Linked DNA regions of Sus scrofa: region 2 is linked to region 1. The links are chromatin contacts, called in public HiChIP or PLAC-seq maps. All regions are on one chromosome and are shown on one strand. Each heading gives the region's core, a stretch centred on a gene start, on an enhancer-like site or on the middle of the called end of the contact. The rest is flanking DNA. Distances are from core to core; before and after follow the strand shown.

Evidence for each region. HiChIP or PLAC-seq counts read pairs in DNA pulled down with a chosen protein or histone mark.
Region 2: an H3K27ac HiChIP or PLAC-seq map of skeletal muscle shows a contact between it and region 1, with 4 times the contacts expected there. The contact joins two enhancer-like sites. A contact is called at or near these places in 3 of 47 Hi-C or Micro-C datasets (embryonic fibroblasts, epiblast stem cells and heart right ventricle) and 1 of 2 datasets of contacts at active chromatin or transcription factors (skeletal muscle).

What each region holds. Positions count from the first base shown.
Region 1 is chr1:17,340,950-17,343,880 of Sscrofa11.1, forward strand. It overlaps SASH1 (SAM and SH3 domain-containing protein 1), which reads right to left. Exons shown (of 20, transcript XM_021072061.1): 10 at 38-873. Among named protein-coding and RNA genes, the nearest start is that of UST, 200 kb to the left of the region's middle. Within about 2 kb of position 1,647, at least 5 of the 83 cell types and tissues checked have an H3K27ac peak or open chromatin away from gene starts, as enhancers often do. A contact at or near this core is called in skeletal muscle, where this site is marked.
Region 2 is chr1:17,606,745-17,609,516 of Sscrofa11.1, forward strand. The region is part of intron 1 of SASH1 (SAM and SH3 domain-containing protein 1); the gene reads right to left. Among named protein-coding and RNA genes, the nearest start is that of SASH1, 55 kb to the right of the region's middle. Within about 2 kb of position 1,332, at least 25 of the 83 cell types and tissues checked have an H3K27ac peak or open chromatin away from gene starts, as enhancers often do. A contact at or near this core is called in skeletal muscle, where this site is marked.

The sequences.
Region 1 (2,931 bases), core at 397-2,896:
ACAAGGCCGTCCCCGTGACCGTCTCTCTGTGACTCACGGACTTCTGGTGGATTCTCAAGAGAACCCTTTTAGTACAGCGGTCCACCGTGGCGGCCCACTTCCTCTTGGCTTCCTCCTCCTCCTCCAGCAAGCACCGCCTCAGGTCCTGCTTCTCAGCCTTGCTCAGGGTCCTGTCGGCGGCAGGACGCACTAGCTGGGTCAGGTTCAGGTGGCTGTACAGGCTGCGCTCCACCACGTACGTGACATTGAACTCGCTGACCGCGGGGCGCCCGCGCCCCCTCCGGCCGGGGCCGCCGCAGCCTCCGCCCCCTTTGGGCTTCGGCCGGAGCAGCTGCAGGTCACAGGTGCTGCTGGTCACGCCTTTTCTGGAGGGACGCTGGCAGAGGAAAGCTCGGGAACAGGAATAATTAGCGTCCGTCTTCTTCAAGCGGATCTGCTTCCGGACGCTCTGAACCTCCTCCAGGGACACCAGCAGGTGGTGCCGACGACGGTGGCTGTCATAGAAGCAAACCCCATCGGTACTTACCCCGTGGCTCAGGGACCCGAGGCCCTTCTTCATCTCCCCCTCGGTGAGGGAGCGGGACACCTTCTGGGCCTTGTCTTCTTCGGGGTAGGAGAAGAACGTTCCCATCTTCTTGGGGGGCTTGATCAGCCCCCGGCTCTCTCCTCTGCTGAAGGTCTTGACCAGCTTCCGGCCAGCTCCCCAGGTGTCCAGGCTGCTGGATGATGGAGAAGGGGTGAGAGAGTCCGCTTCATCTTCCGGAGGTTTCTCAGGAGAGGCATCAAAGAAAAACGGCTTCTTGTGCACTCCGGAGTAAAGGGCGGACCTTTCGTCGGGGACCGGGGGATTCTCGAACACCTGTTCCTCCCCGCCTGGAGGGAATCAACACAGACACGGTCACGGTCTCCTGTCATCACACCTTGGCACTCTCTCACAGCTCAGATTTGTCTTGAAGCCCCCTGCCCTGCAAAAAAATTAGCTAGCCCTCAGGGCAACCACAGCGGTCCGCCCCCCACACTCACCCACTCGCTCGCCATAAACCTGGCTCCCACTCAACTAAACGTACGTAGAAAAGAAAACAACCAAACTGAACAAGTGTACGGTTTCACACAAGCTTAATGGTAAAAGATTTCAGATGTGTTTTCTCCTCGCCCCCGCCCTAATATCTTCATAGACCAAAAACCTTAACAGACCTACTAGAAAATACCATTTGGAAACTCTAAGCCCATCATTATTCCTATATTTAAGGATATTTAGCCTCTAAAGATAATTATCCTTCCCAGTTTGCAAGTGCAATCCTCAGAAGCTAAAGAATTAGAATTGTTCCCCCTTCTGAAAGGCCCTCCTGTTGAGTCTGGTTGGCTTTTTATAGTCAGGATGCAATGAATGCCATGTGGCTGACAGTGATTTTTTTTTTTTTAATTGGTACATATGCCATTTAAGTAATTAAATCACTGAGGGAGAAGTCTGGGGGAGGAAACGCCATAAAGGGTCGTAGCTTCTAAAGGCAACGACAAATGGTCCCCATCTGACAAGCCTAACACAAAAAGTTAGGGAACTGGGTGCTCCAAGACAGACATCGCCACCAAGGCAGGCCCTACTTCGAAGCAGCAAGGGCATTTAAGGGCCTGGACACGCAAGCAGCCCCATGGAGTGTTCCATTTCGTCTCAAGGATTCCAGCTCTTGAAGCCTTCCCTGGAGCCAGGTATCCAGCCAAGACTTCCAGAGCCCAGTGGAAAGGTTTGGACTTGCTGGCAGGAAAATTGAGTTCTTTTCTGCATGTGTTATGTGAACAGATGTGAGAAAAGAAGTAGGTCAAACTCTGGGTGTAGTGATCCTGACTGGCTGCGTCCCTTTAATTATAAGGAAACTTTGGAGCACGGCAGCTCTCTGCCAATTGAATTGTGAAAAGGAAAAAATACCAAGTGCCCTGGAACAGTGGGATGGCGTTAAATATACCAACTGGGACTGGGATGCCAGTGTGTGGCTAAATGTCAGAGATAAAGGGAGAGGGCGGCTTGCTCTAGAGGGGGGAAAGATGATTGGGAAGAGGGCTTTAACATTCCAGAAGTTTCTCACTTTCCCGACAGATGGGAAGTATGGTTACAAAGGAGAAAAGAATGGCTACTATGAAATACAACATAAGATTGACTCAGATGTCAAGGAGATGGTGGTAGGGAGAGTCATTCAAAACTATATCCTGTCCAATTGATTCACTTTGCTGAACACCTGAAATTAACACAACATTGTAAGTCAACTATACTCCAAAAAAATTTATTAAAAAAAACAAAACAAAACAAAACCCTATATCCGGTCCAAAGTTACTCCATTGCTTGCATCACAAACATATTCACTCAATAAGATTCCCAGATCTTTCAAGGGAGTTGACGAGCAGGGTCTCTGGGTCTGGCAGATACCGGCCAGACCAGAAGCAGTGTGCGAATATCATGAGCGTTTCCTGCTCCTTCCTCAGGACCTCTAACTAATGGAGGCCAAGGGTGCTGATGTTGGCAGAAGTAAAAATCGCAACCTCTTCCGGATACAGTCAATGCTCCACTTCCAGGGATGAGGTGATGGGGCAGAGACGAGAGGCACAGCCTGGTGGCAGGGCAGCCCAACAGCGGACTCCTCTGTAAAAGCAGATCACGCTTTCACATTTAGCCCAGGTGTCCACAGTGGTGTGCGGAGGCCCCTCTCTACCCACAGTCTTTAGGTGCTTTGGGGAAGTTAAGGACGCAACAGTGATCTGGAAATTTTACAGAGTCCATTTTTGGTGCTGTCACTGGTGATTCCAATACTTCCTTGTGACATTTAAGTTCGGAACCAGCTGGTTCACACATGCCCATGACATATGTAGCTCTACTTCCTGATTCTGGCAAGACAGCATCTGCTAAGGAGTCTGGAGGGAAATATGACAAAGGCTTCCCAA
Region 2 (2,772 bases), core at 82-2,581, 270 kb after region 1:
CCCAAGGTCACAGAGCTAACAAGTGGTGGTGGGGGGCACTTGAACTCTGATCCTGTGACTCTAGAACCTACACTCTGCACCATGAAGCTTTACTGCTTTGGGAAGCTGTACGATATTGCAGCTTATTCCTTCTCTGATAGCCAGCTGGTGTTCAAGATTGTCTGTCTAAGAATGATCAAGTAAATATAGACAACAGGAGTTCTGTCGTGGAAACAAATCCGACTAGGAACCATGAGGTTGCGGGTTCGATCCCTGCCCTCACTCAGTGGGTTAAGGATCCAGCATTGCTGTGAGCTGTGGTGTAGGTCACAGATGCGGCTCGGATCCCGCGTTGCTGTGGCTCTGGTGTAGGCTGGCAGCAACAGCTCCGATTAGATCCCTAGCCTGGGAACCTCCATGTGCCACAGGTGTGGCCGTAAAAAGACAAAAAAAAAAAAAAAAATACAGACAACAGAATAGAGTCTCTGGAAATTAATAAAACACAAATAGAAATGTTCACGATCTAATGCTGCCATTCAATCTATGCAGAAGGACGGACATGTCAACAAATTGCATCAGAACCACTGACTAGCGATTTGAAGAAAGGGAGGAATGAACCACTACTTCAACCTTTATACCACAATTAACTTCATTTGGACTCGCATGTGTATGTGCTTTATTGAGGTATAAGTGATAAACCAAACAACCTGGACAAATCTACGATACGCAGTGTGATGGATTTGGCCATACACACAGACCTGTGAAACCATCACCATGATAAAAGCAAGAACCTTACTCATACCCTCCAAAACAAATTTCTCTGCTTAAACATTTATAAGAGAATATAAATATGCATCCTGAGACTTTACAACAGGCATATTCCGATGACTGTCTTAGATACAGTTCAAGGTGTCCATAAATCTCAAGTTTTAAAAGCAGGAGGAGATGCCATTTGCTTAGCAGTTTTCATCTCAGAGCTCGTCTTTTAGGAAGATTCTGGAGGTGTAATGGCACAATGTGTGACTTTAGCACTTTATGTATGTGTGTGCGCTCGCGTGCACTCAGAAGCATTTGGACAGTTAGGGGTCATCGTGTGGATTTAATCACCTCTTCAGCTACATTCAAAGACTTGTAGCTGAAGTCTGACAACTAGTTAACAACGTGGCCAGAATGAGGACACAAGTCTCAATTCCCACTTCCAGACTCTTCCAAATGTTTTTTTCATCATAAGTCCAACGACAGATAGAAGCAATCTTTAATGGGGCCGCGGAATTTCACTGATTATCTATGGTGTTAGTTCCAGTGGATATTTTTCCCCTATGATGGGCTGAAAGTATTTTACAGATTTTTTTTCTAGAGTTTGCCAAAAATAGGTCTGTGGAGACCATGACATATTTTGTTTGTGAGAGAGGAAGAGAGATAAAAACATTACTTAAAAAAAAAGAGGATGACTCTGCAGGCAAAAATAATGATATGGGAAATTCAGTCCCATGGCTAGACATCTGAAGCTGATAACGTCTCTTGACCCCGGTGAAAAAAAGAAGCTATTTTTTCTTTGATGGGAAGCACAAAATCATTGGCTAACGCTTTTTCTCTTCCTCTGAAGAAGATCTCTTCTCCCTCTTCACGTAGATCAGGTGACACAAATCCCACGTGGGACTGAAATTAAAAATGCCTTTCACTTAATCCTGTTGGAAAGGCTTCCGCCCCAAGTTGGAGAGCACCCTGAGCTGGCCTGGCCGCGGAGGCCTGACACAGAGTCATGCCTGTGGTATGAGGGGGCCGTTCCCCACCAGCAGCCTCGGGTGTGGGAAACTATTCCTTCAACTCAGGGAAGGCAGCCCAAACTCTGAAAATTTGATCTCATTCTTTTGCCAAAGAGCCAGCTACAGGATTCTGGGATCCATCACTATTATTGTAACTGTAGGGGGGGAATGACTTAATTGTAAAACAATGACCTCACCCTCACAGCCAAGGTCGAATCATTTCTAAAGAAAGCTGCCTTCTTTGTTCCTGCCAACTTGCAAATGAAACAAATTACATCGGGACACGATTATATTCATTAGCGATTATTCCATGAAAACAGTGAGGATTTGAATGTACCCTACGCTTAACCCAGGCAACTAACGTGCCCTGCAAGCCTCAGGCCAAGCGGTGATGGACTCTGTGTTAGGAGAATGTTTGCCCCAGACTGTGGGCCAATGCGTGTGTGCCTCTTTCTCAGGGAGATGCTGGTTCAGGGGAGAACAAGACACCAAGGCACCAAAATGCTCCTCATTTCAGACACAGGAATTCGTGAGCTGAGCAACTTTGAATGATCTTTCTCTGATTTAATTCTGTCTTTCTACGGGAAAGAATGACATATGGGACAAGCCGGCTCTCTCATTGTCACATGTCAATGTCCCGGGAGACTGTCCTGACGGAAGTTCTGCAGGGCCTCCTGATGGCTAAATAATTTGGGGGTGTTTGTGTCCCCTAAAATAAATGATAACATAGCAGCATGTGGTCCTTCTGATAGGAAGATAATCCTAACGCATTCTCACCGTTACACCCAGCCTCCCACGTGGGTCATGCCTGAAGGTCAAGTGTGAGGTTGGCTGGAGGTCAGGTCACTCCCTTTTAGGAGGGAGACAGAAGAATGAATAAAGGAGAAGAGAGACGAAAGAAGCACTATTGCAGAATGACAACGTCTCCTAAAGTCATTATTTTATTTTATTATTTTATTTTATTTAAATTTTCTTTTTGGCTGCCCCATGATATATGGAGTTTCTGGGGCCAGGGATCAGATCTGAG